2 separate regions of the Mus musculus genome follow, and region 1 is linked to region 2. The links are chromatin contacts, called in public promoter capture Hi-C maps. All regions are on one chromosome and are shown on one strand. Each heading gives the region's core, a stretch centred on a gene start, on an enhancer-like site or on the middle of the called end of the contact. The rest is flanking DNA. Distances are from core to core; before and after follow the strand shown.

What was found. Promoter capture Hi-C pulls out the DNA fragments that hold promoters and counts their contacts.
Region 1: a contact with region 2 is called in a promoter capture Hi-C map of liver, with 2.7 times the contacts expected there. The contact joins the promoter of Slc13a2os here to the promoter of Sez6 in region 2. A contact is called at or near these places in 1 of 39 promoter capture datasets (liver) and 1 of 484 Hi-C or Micro-C datasets (pro-B cells).

Annotation. Positions count from the first base shown.
Region 1 is chr11:78,392,254-78,395,851 of GRCm38.p6, forward strand. Slc13a2os (solute carrier family 13 (sodium-dependent dicarboxylate transporter), member 2, opposite strand) reads left to right here and starts at 2,232. Exons shown (of 5, transcript NR_003282.2): 1 at 2,232-2,252; 2 at 2,364-2,543; 3 at 2,924-2,985.
Region 2 is chr11:77,929,087-77,933,145 of GRCm38.p6, forward strand. It overlaps Sez6 (seizure related gene 6), which reads left to right and starts at 1,753. Exons shown (of 17, transcript NM_021286.4): 1 at 1,753-2,028. The coding sequence starts at 1,974. Gm11190 (predicted gene 11190) reads right to left here and starts at 202. Exons shown (of 3, transcript NR_033549.1): 1 at 172-202.

The DNA of each region.
Region 1 (3,598 bases), core at 982-3,481, 460 kb after region 2:
ACATTTGTATGTGTGCTTGCCTGTGTGTGCCTTAGTATCTATATTAAGGTCAGAGGACAACTTGTGGGAGTCAGTTCTCCCCTTCCTCTATCTGGGTCCCAGGTAAGACTCAGGTTTTCAGGTCTGATAACAACTCCTTAAGCGGCTGAGCCTTCTCTCTGGACCTGATTCTGCTTCTTTCAGTTATTTTTTTGTCTAGACTAAAGTCTTTGTTAAAGACAAGACATCCATATGCAGTCTAGATTGGTCTGGGGCTCACTATATACTCCAGACTGCCTTCAAACCTACAATCTCCTGTCTCAGCTTCCCAAGAGCTGGGATGTACAGGCGCCCATCACCACTCCTTCCAATAGTCTTCTGTTGGACGTGCCAAGCCCCTTCCTCTTGATCGCAGTTTCTGCCTCTGCTTCCTCTGTCCATCTGACGGCCTCTTCATCATTGTAGCCTGGGAGACAGAGCAGGAGTTGGGAATGCAAGCAGAGCTTGAATCTAGAGGCTGAGTGAGATCTTCCTCCTGATAACAGACTGTTAACTCCTCTCACCAAACCAGGCCCTCGGTGTTCTCTCCTAGGTCCAGAGCCCCATTCTAACTAACACTCACCTGGATTCTAGCATCTGCAGTGTTGACTCAGAAAGCACTCCTACCCTCCTGCAGACAGAACTGTGCTGGCGTTGGTCCCGCTGGCCACAGCTACTGTTTGAACAGGCCTGGGAAGCTGAGGGGTTAGAACTGTGACCTGCCTGCCAAAGCTCTGCCCTTTGCTGGCCAGGTGTGGGAACCCCTGCAACAGGGTCTGCCAGATTCCAGGCTAGAGAAAGACTATGGAGACCCAGGCAGGAGGAGCAGTTTCCATGCTTGGAGCCCCTCACCTTAAATCAGAATGCACCATCTTCGGTCAAGTTATACATGTGTGTGGGAGGGGCTGGGGCCAGGTAAGGTGTATGCTTGTGTTTGTGTGGGTGTGTTTTGAGCGTGTGAATGGAGGCCAGAGGTCAGTGTATGATGTCTTCCTCACTCTCTCCTCTCCTCATTTTTGGAGACAGTTTCTTGCTGAATCTAAGGCTGACTTAACTGTAGTGACTGGCTGGGAAGACCTACCTGTGCCCAGGTTCAGGCTGCAAGATGCTGCATGTGGGCTTTTATGTAGATTGGGAGGCTCCAACCCAGGTCCTTATGTGTTTGTGTGATAAGCACTTTACTGACTGGTCCTTCTTTCTACCCTTGGTCCCCGGAACTGGCTGGCTTTGTGGGTCAACTTGATACAAGCTAGAGTTATCACAGAGAAAGGAGCCTCCCTGGAGGAAATGCCTCCATGAGATCCAGCTGTAAGGAATTTTTTCAATTAGTGATCGGGGAGGGGGGAGGAAGGGCCCAGGCCATTGTGGGTAGTTCCATCCCTGGGCTGGAAGTCCTGAGTTCTATAATAAACCAAGCTGAGCAAGCCAGAGGAAGCAATCCAGTAAGCAGCATTCCTCTATGGCCTCTGCATCAGCTCCTGCCTCCAAGTTCCTGCCCTGTGTGAGTTCCTGTCCTGACTTCCTTTGGTGATGAACAGCAATGTGAAGTGTGAGCTGAATAAACCCTTTCCTCCCCAACCAACTTCTTGGTCATGATGTTTTGAGCAGGAATAGAAACTCTAAGATAGTCTCCTCCCCTCTCTCTCTTTCAGTTTAGACAGGTGTTACTTTGTAGCCCTGGTTGTAGACCAAACCCCAAACCTTGAATTTGCAGCAATTCCTCTATAATTCCCAGGATTACAGGCACAATAATTCGCCATGCCTGATATGTCTATCCAACTCTGCTCCTGTAGGCTGGGCTCTGCTTTTCAAAGTGAGTTCCTAAGACTGAGACTGCCTTTGCAGACACTCTTGTCTGCAGAGGGGTCCTGGGGCGGGGCTCCTCAGCACACTGCCCTCTACAGTCTACCCCAGCATAAAATGCTGAGGGCTAGGCCTCATCTCAGAGGCTGGCTGCAGGGACCTCGAGAGTTCTGGTCATAGGTTGAGCATGCTGGGGGGTAGTGGCTCCTTGGCTAGGTGATAGAACAACTGGACCAGAGCCTCAGGGGAGCTGGCCAGGGAGGTCCGCCCCTGTTCTGGTTGGCTGACCCTTGGGAAGTGTAGGGAGTTTCCAAGCTTGGTGGGGAGGGTCTGCGGGGGCTGGGGGGGGGGGCGGGGAGGAGCTGGGTGGAGTCCTCAGGTCTTAGATGGGTGCTGAACTCAAGTCCTCATCCCTCCCAGGATCAGAGCAGGTGAGACATGTCTCTAAGAACAGTGAGATTTTCTGCTGCAGAGTGCCAAGGTACTCTCTCCCTCTTCAGGCTTACCCAAGGCTATGGCAAAGGTACTCTCTCCCTCCTCAGGCTTACCCAAGGCTATGGCAGGGTGTGGCACTACTATGTGTGCTGGATGCGTCTGGCCAGAGCTGTGTGTGAGCCTCTGCACACTTGTAAGGACTCGTGGGTCTGAGCACGCTGTACAGATGTACATGATGGTGGCTTTCTGTGACTGGGCGTGAAGGGGCTGTGCACACAGGAATGTGGGTAAGTGTGATCCAGGGCTCTGAGAACAAGGCTCACCACCCTTTAGGGGTCCCCCACCCTCAAGGGGCCACAGTCCTGCCTCCCCTAACCTTGTTCCTTTGCAACACATCTGTGGTTGTGGTGGAGGCTGGCTCCTTCTAAGCCTCCTGCTTATAGCCAGCTGAGGTTGCAGGCTACCCCTTCAGCAGCTGCCCTGCTGGACGACCTGACTCTCTCCATCCTCTACCAGCCCTTCCCTTCCTCAGAGACTGAGAGACAGAAATCCCCCCCACAGGAGGTCTAATCGGAGGGGCTGACCTTGAACGCTGGGGTGCTTCAGGTGACAATGGGGTGACCTGGCTTTGTTCTATCTACCTAATAAGCTCTTTTCTGTCTTGCAGGTGTCTTGGACAGGTTTGAGAGCCTCTGTGGTCTGGCTGCCCATGTAGACTGTTGCTAGTTGGTGGGTGTGGGAATGGGGAGGGAGTAGACAACAGGGACTTTCCCCACCCAGGGTCTCAGGGCACAGGAATGGGGAAATATCTAAACTTGGCTCAGAAACGTGGGCCTATTTGCTGAGACTAAAGTCAGGTTAGGCTAGAGAGGTCAAGACACTACTTCATGGTCACAAAGCATGGCCCACAAGCCAACTGAGGACCTGATGACCTTCAGGGGGAAAAAGGGACTTGTGTGTTTCTGGTACACTCATTGTTCTATAGGACATTCCCTGTATAAGGGACACAGCTCCATCTGGTAGACTGTGGTGAAGTGTTCCAGTCTGTTGGTTCTCCACAGCACTGGGGAGTTCATGTCTTGAGTTCTTGTGTTCTTACCAGGAGACACCCAAAACCTCTTGCTACCCTGCCCCTGAAGGCAGTAGTGCTGGGGCTTGCATGCCTAGCAGGGTGGTCCAGCATCCTGGGCTATCAGGCCTGACCTACCTGCTTCAGGCTGGAGTGGTTAGGCTGTTGTTATGGCCCTGACCCAGGCTGACAGGCCCTTCCCTCAAAGGCCAGCCAGGTCCTTGTGCTTTATAACCAGGCTAATGATGGTGATTAGGCCAACAAGGGCTGCCT
Region 2 (4,059 bases), core at 503-3,002:
GGGTGAGACCTCCAGAAGCCTTTAAGTCAGGAGGAACTATCCTGATAGATCAGGTTCATCCTGCATTGTGGCTCAACCCCCTTTTCCCAGAGCTGTGTAGTCCTGAAGGACCCAGGGATGTGAGAAATGTCAGGAATGCCTGTGAGAAAGGAAGAGCCTCATGGCACTCACCCGTTTCCAGACTTCAGTCAGGCACTTCTGCGCCTGTTCTCCCATTCTGTGGGCAGGTCTTGTTTTCCCTTTCCTCCGTCCCTCTCTCCTGGCTTCTCCACATTTCTGATCTTTTCTTCAAAGGCTCCCCTACCTGCCATCCCTTCTGCTACTCTCCTTTCTCTTCCAATTCACCAGACAACTGTCCAAAATCCTCACCCAGCATCTTCCCCAGATAACTCCACATGCCACCTGCTGCCTGGGATTCTTTACAGCAAGCAAGATGGCTCCCCAGAGCCCACAAAAGGATCTACAGAGCATCAAAGGAGCAAAGCTGGAAGACTGTAAGGACCGAAAGACTCTCCTAGGAATGAAACTTAGGGCAGAAGTCACTTGCTTCCAGGATGAGATGGGGGAAGTGCTGTGGACAAATTGTTGGGGTTTGACCCACGTTCACATGGAAAGAACTCAACATTAAGCTGCCCTTTGAGGGCCTCCTTCTTCCTCTACAGATATTAACATCAGCCACGTGGTTGTGTCCTGTTGAGTCCACTGAAATTCAGTAACAAGCCTAACCATGTCCCTTGGGTCTGAATAATAGCCTCTAGTTCTGCACAGCTATGGCTAGCCTGTTATTGGCCCATGGCTTACTGGGGTTCCTCAGGTCACAAAGTCATGGGATCTTATTTTTCTGTGCTATTGACTATTCCAACTACTCTGGGGTTACTGCCCCTTCTTCAAGTTTTCCTCCATCTGAAACAATCAGCTACACCTGGTGGGTTGAAGGTGTAGCTCAGTGGTAGAGCCCCTCCCTATCTATCAAGTATGGAATCATGTGCCAGGTCCTGGTAAAAAAAAAAATGAAAATTTAAAACTAAAACAGTCATAAAGACCCCTGATATTCATGCTTATCCCATTTTCTTCGTCAGTTCCAAGACCGAAGCTGGTATTGGCATAAAAGATCTGTGTTCCTGTGGCTATTCTTGTTCTACAGAGGAAATAGAGGAAGCAAGGTCTGGAACCCCATGGCTACATGGGGACCCAGGGTGCTGCCTTCAGCACCCCACAGCTTGACCCAGGTTGCCCCCTACCAAGTGGAGAATGTCTCCCCAGGACACAAGTGCCACTGGCTTTTAACTATAATATCAGGATAATTAAGCTTTTCTGTGAGCACAGTTTGCTGCTGATGCAGCTGCCTGGAGCCCTGGCATTTATTGAGCGCAAAGTAATAATTTATTGTCCTTTGTACGTTCAAAAGCCGTCTTCATTATCGGCCCAGGATGGAGCTGCCACAAGGGCAGGCGGGCCTCACCAGCTGCCTCACTGATGTGCATCTTTCCAGATCACCCTTGTAGCTGTCAGGTACCAAGGTGGGGTGGAGAGAGAGGTGAGGAGGGGGTGTTCTCTTTAATGGAGAATCCGATTAGAACCTGACACCTTGGTAAGCTACAAACCCGGGAGAGGGTGGCAAGCTTGGCTGGGCGTGGGCAGCTCGGGAAGGCGGGGGCTGTGTGCCACATTAGCAGGGCAGTCCTTTCCCCAGGGCTCGAAAGCCTGTTCTCTTGCCGCTGGGTCTTCTGCGCCTTTGCTTGAGACTTTACGGTAAGCCGCTCCTCCTGCGCCCCCGCCCCCAGCCCCGCGCGGCGATCCCGGGCGCCGACGCCAGGCGCTGGCCGTGGTGCTGATTCTGTCAGGCGCTGGCGGCGGCGGCGGCGGCCCCGCTGCTCTCCCCGGGACCGGCTCTGCCCCCCGCGCCCACGCCTCTCCCAGTCCCCAGTTCCCCTACCGCGGCCCCGACCCGGGGCGCGGCCGCAAGCAGCACCATGCGCCCAGCAGCCCTGCTGCTCCTGCCCTCGCTGCTGGCGCTCCTGGCTCACGGTAAGGGACCCGGGCGTCCGGCCACAGGACGGGGGCGGGCGCGGACTCCCAGGGGTAGGAAAGCAAGACCATCCCGGCGCCTTGCTCCGTGCGTCCTGTTGTTCCTCCCAAGCACCACGTCCCGCCGGCTGCGCTGTCCCCGGCGCCGACCCAGCCGGGCGGGGCGCGGGCTCTACGGGCGGGAAGCCGCCGCGGCTCCCGCCATTCGCGCCCGGCCGAGACCTCGCCTTTAATCATCTCCCCGGATCTAATGGGATTTCTCTGCTGCAATTCATCACGCCACCCCCTCCCCGCACACACGCGCTCTCCCGCGCGCTCCCTCGCTCCACTCCAGGCGTCTAGGGGCGCCCGGGCGCGTTGCGGGGGGGGCGGCAGGTCGCGGGTGCAGAGTCCGGACAGCCCAGCTACCAGCCCGCCGTTCTGCCTACCCCGCTGGTCTCCAAACTTCGCTCGACTTTGCCGCTTATTCTGGGTCCCTCGTATCCTCACTGCAGAGGAACTGGGTCGGGTGGTGGCCGGACCCGGGACTGGGACATCTCTCACCTACCTCTGCCTTGACGCTGTCAAGTCAGGATTGGAACCTAGAACACAATTCTGGGGAAACATATCCGGGGACCCTGAGAGCCCACTGCCCAGCCCCTCGCTCTTCTCTGGGTTGCAGCAACTGAGGTCCTGGGACTGGCTGCCCTCCCTGAAATTCTTTTCTTGCACACAGACACACACATGCACACACGCACATGCACGGAGCGCTGCTTCTCTTCGGCTCTGCCTTCCTGCCGGGTTCTATCGACCTCGGAGCCGCAGACTAGTTAGCGGAACTCACCGTTTGTCCCAGCCCCGGACGCCGAGTCAAGTCCTAACTTCATTGATCTCGGTCAAGAAACGCTTGGCCTCGGAGTTAGCACCAAGGGAGTTTGGAGGAAAGATGAATGGGAAGCAGGAAGGGTCTGAAGCAAGTGGTCTCGGGAGTCTTCAAATGCTTAGGTCATTCTCCGCTTTTACTAATCGCCTGCTGGGGTCCGCGAAACTGCACTTTTGACTTGGGACTCAAAGTCCCTCGCCATATGGTTATGGTTCCTAGCGTCTGCTGTCAAGGAGGGAGGGAGGGAGATTTGTAACCTTCGGGCTCCATCCTCGAAGGCCGGAGAGTTTGGAGGTCAGAACAGCCAGACCAGGGCTGCTCGGGGCTGGGCTAGTACCAAGCCGCTCTTTTCCCGTCCCGGGGGATGGAGAGGGAGAACATCTTTGAATCTCTAGCTCTACCCACAAGTAGACCACATCTTTGCCCAGCCCACCTGGCTGCCCACACTGGCTCCTCCTAAGACTAGGAAAACTTGGAATTATATGTTCACCTTGCTGGGAGGAAAAAGAAGCCCACTCCAGGGATAAGAAGGGATGAAGAGAAACCCATCTTCTGGGCCAGAAATCTAAGGATATCTCTCTGCATTCGGGACCTGAGTGGGGTATGGCCACATCCTAGCTCCTTTCCTGGAACAGTCTGTGTCTGTTTCCTAGCAATGGAAGTTCTTATCTGAGTGTGTGATCTGGATTCCTCAGGTCTCAGGATGTCTGCAGTTCAGGAGCTCTGAGTGTTGGGTGACAATTCATCAGTTAAGCCACCAGTGTGGAGGTGTAGTCTCTGCCAGCCAGCTCCTTGCAGAGCTGGAGAGAGACCATAGGTCTCCAAGAAGAAAGCTGGTATGGCCGAGAGTCCAGCCCAGATTGGAGGTGTTGAGGTTCGCGTTGGGAGGAATTTACCCACTCTCGCCAGAAGTCTGTGTCCCCAGCCAGTGTCCTGTGGTTCATTGGCTTCTCCCGTGTAGTGGGGTTGCCTTACTATGTGTTTTATAGGTAGAAAGAGAGGATTTGGAAGCAGTGGCTAACCTGGCATGTGAGAGAGCCTGGACCCAGATCTGGGTGACCAGGAGGCCCCACCTATTTAACATAGATGGAAGGTTCATCATTAGGGTTCTGAGCCCTCTCATTTTGGAGGTAGTTCACTTGGCTATCTGAGATTCCTGAAGAGTTTAT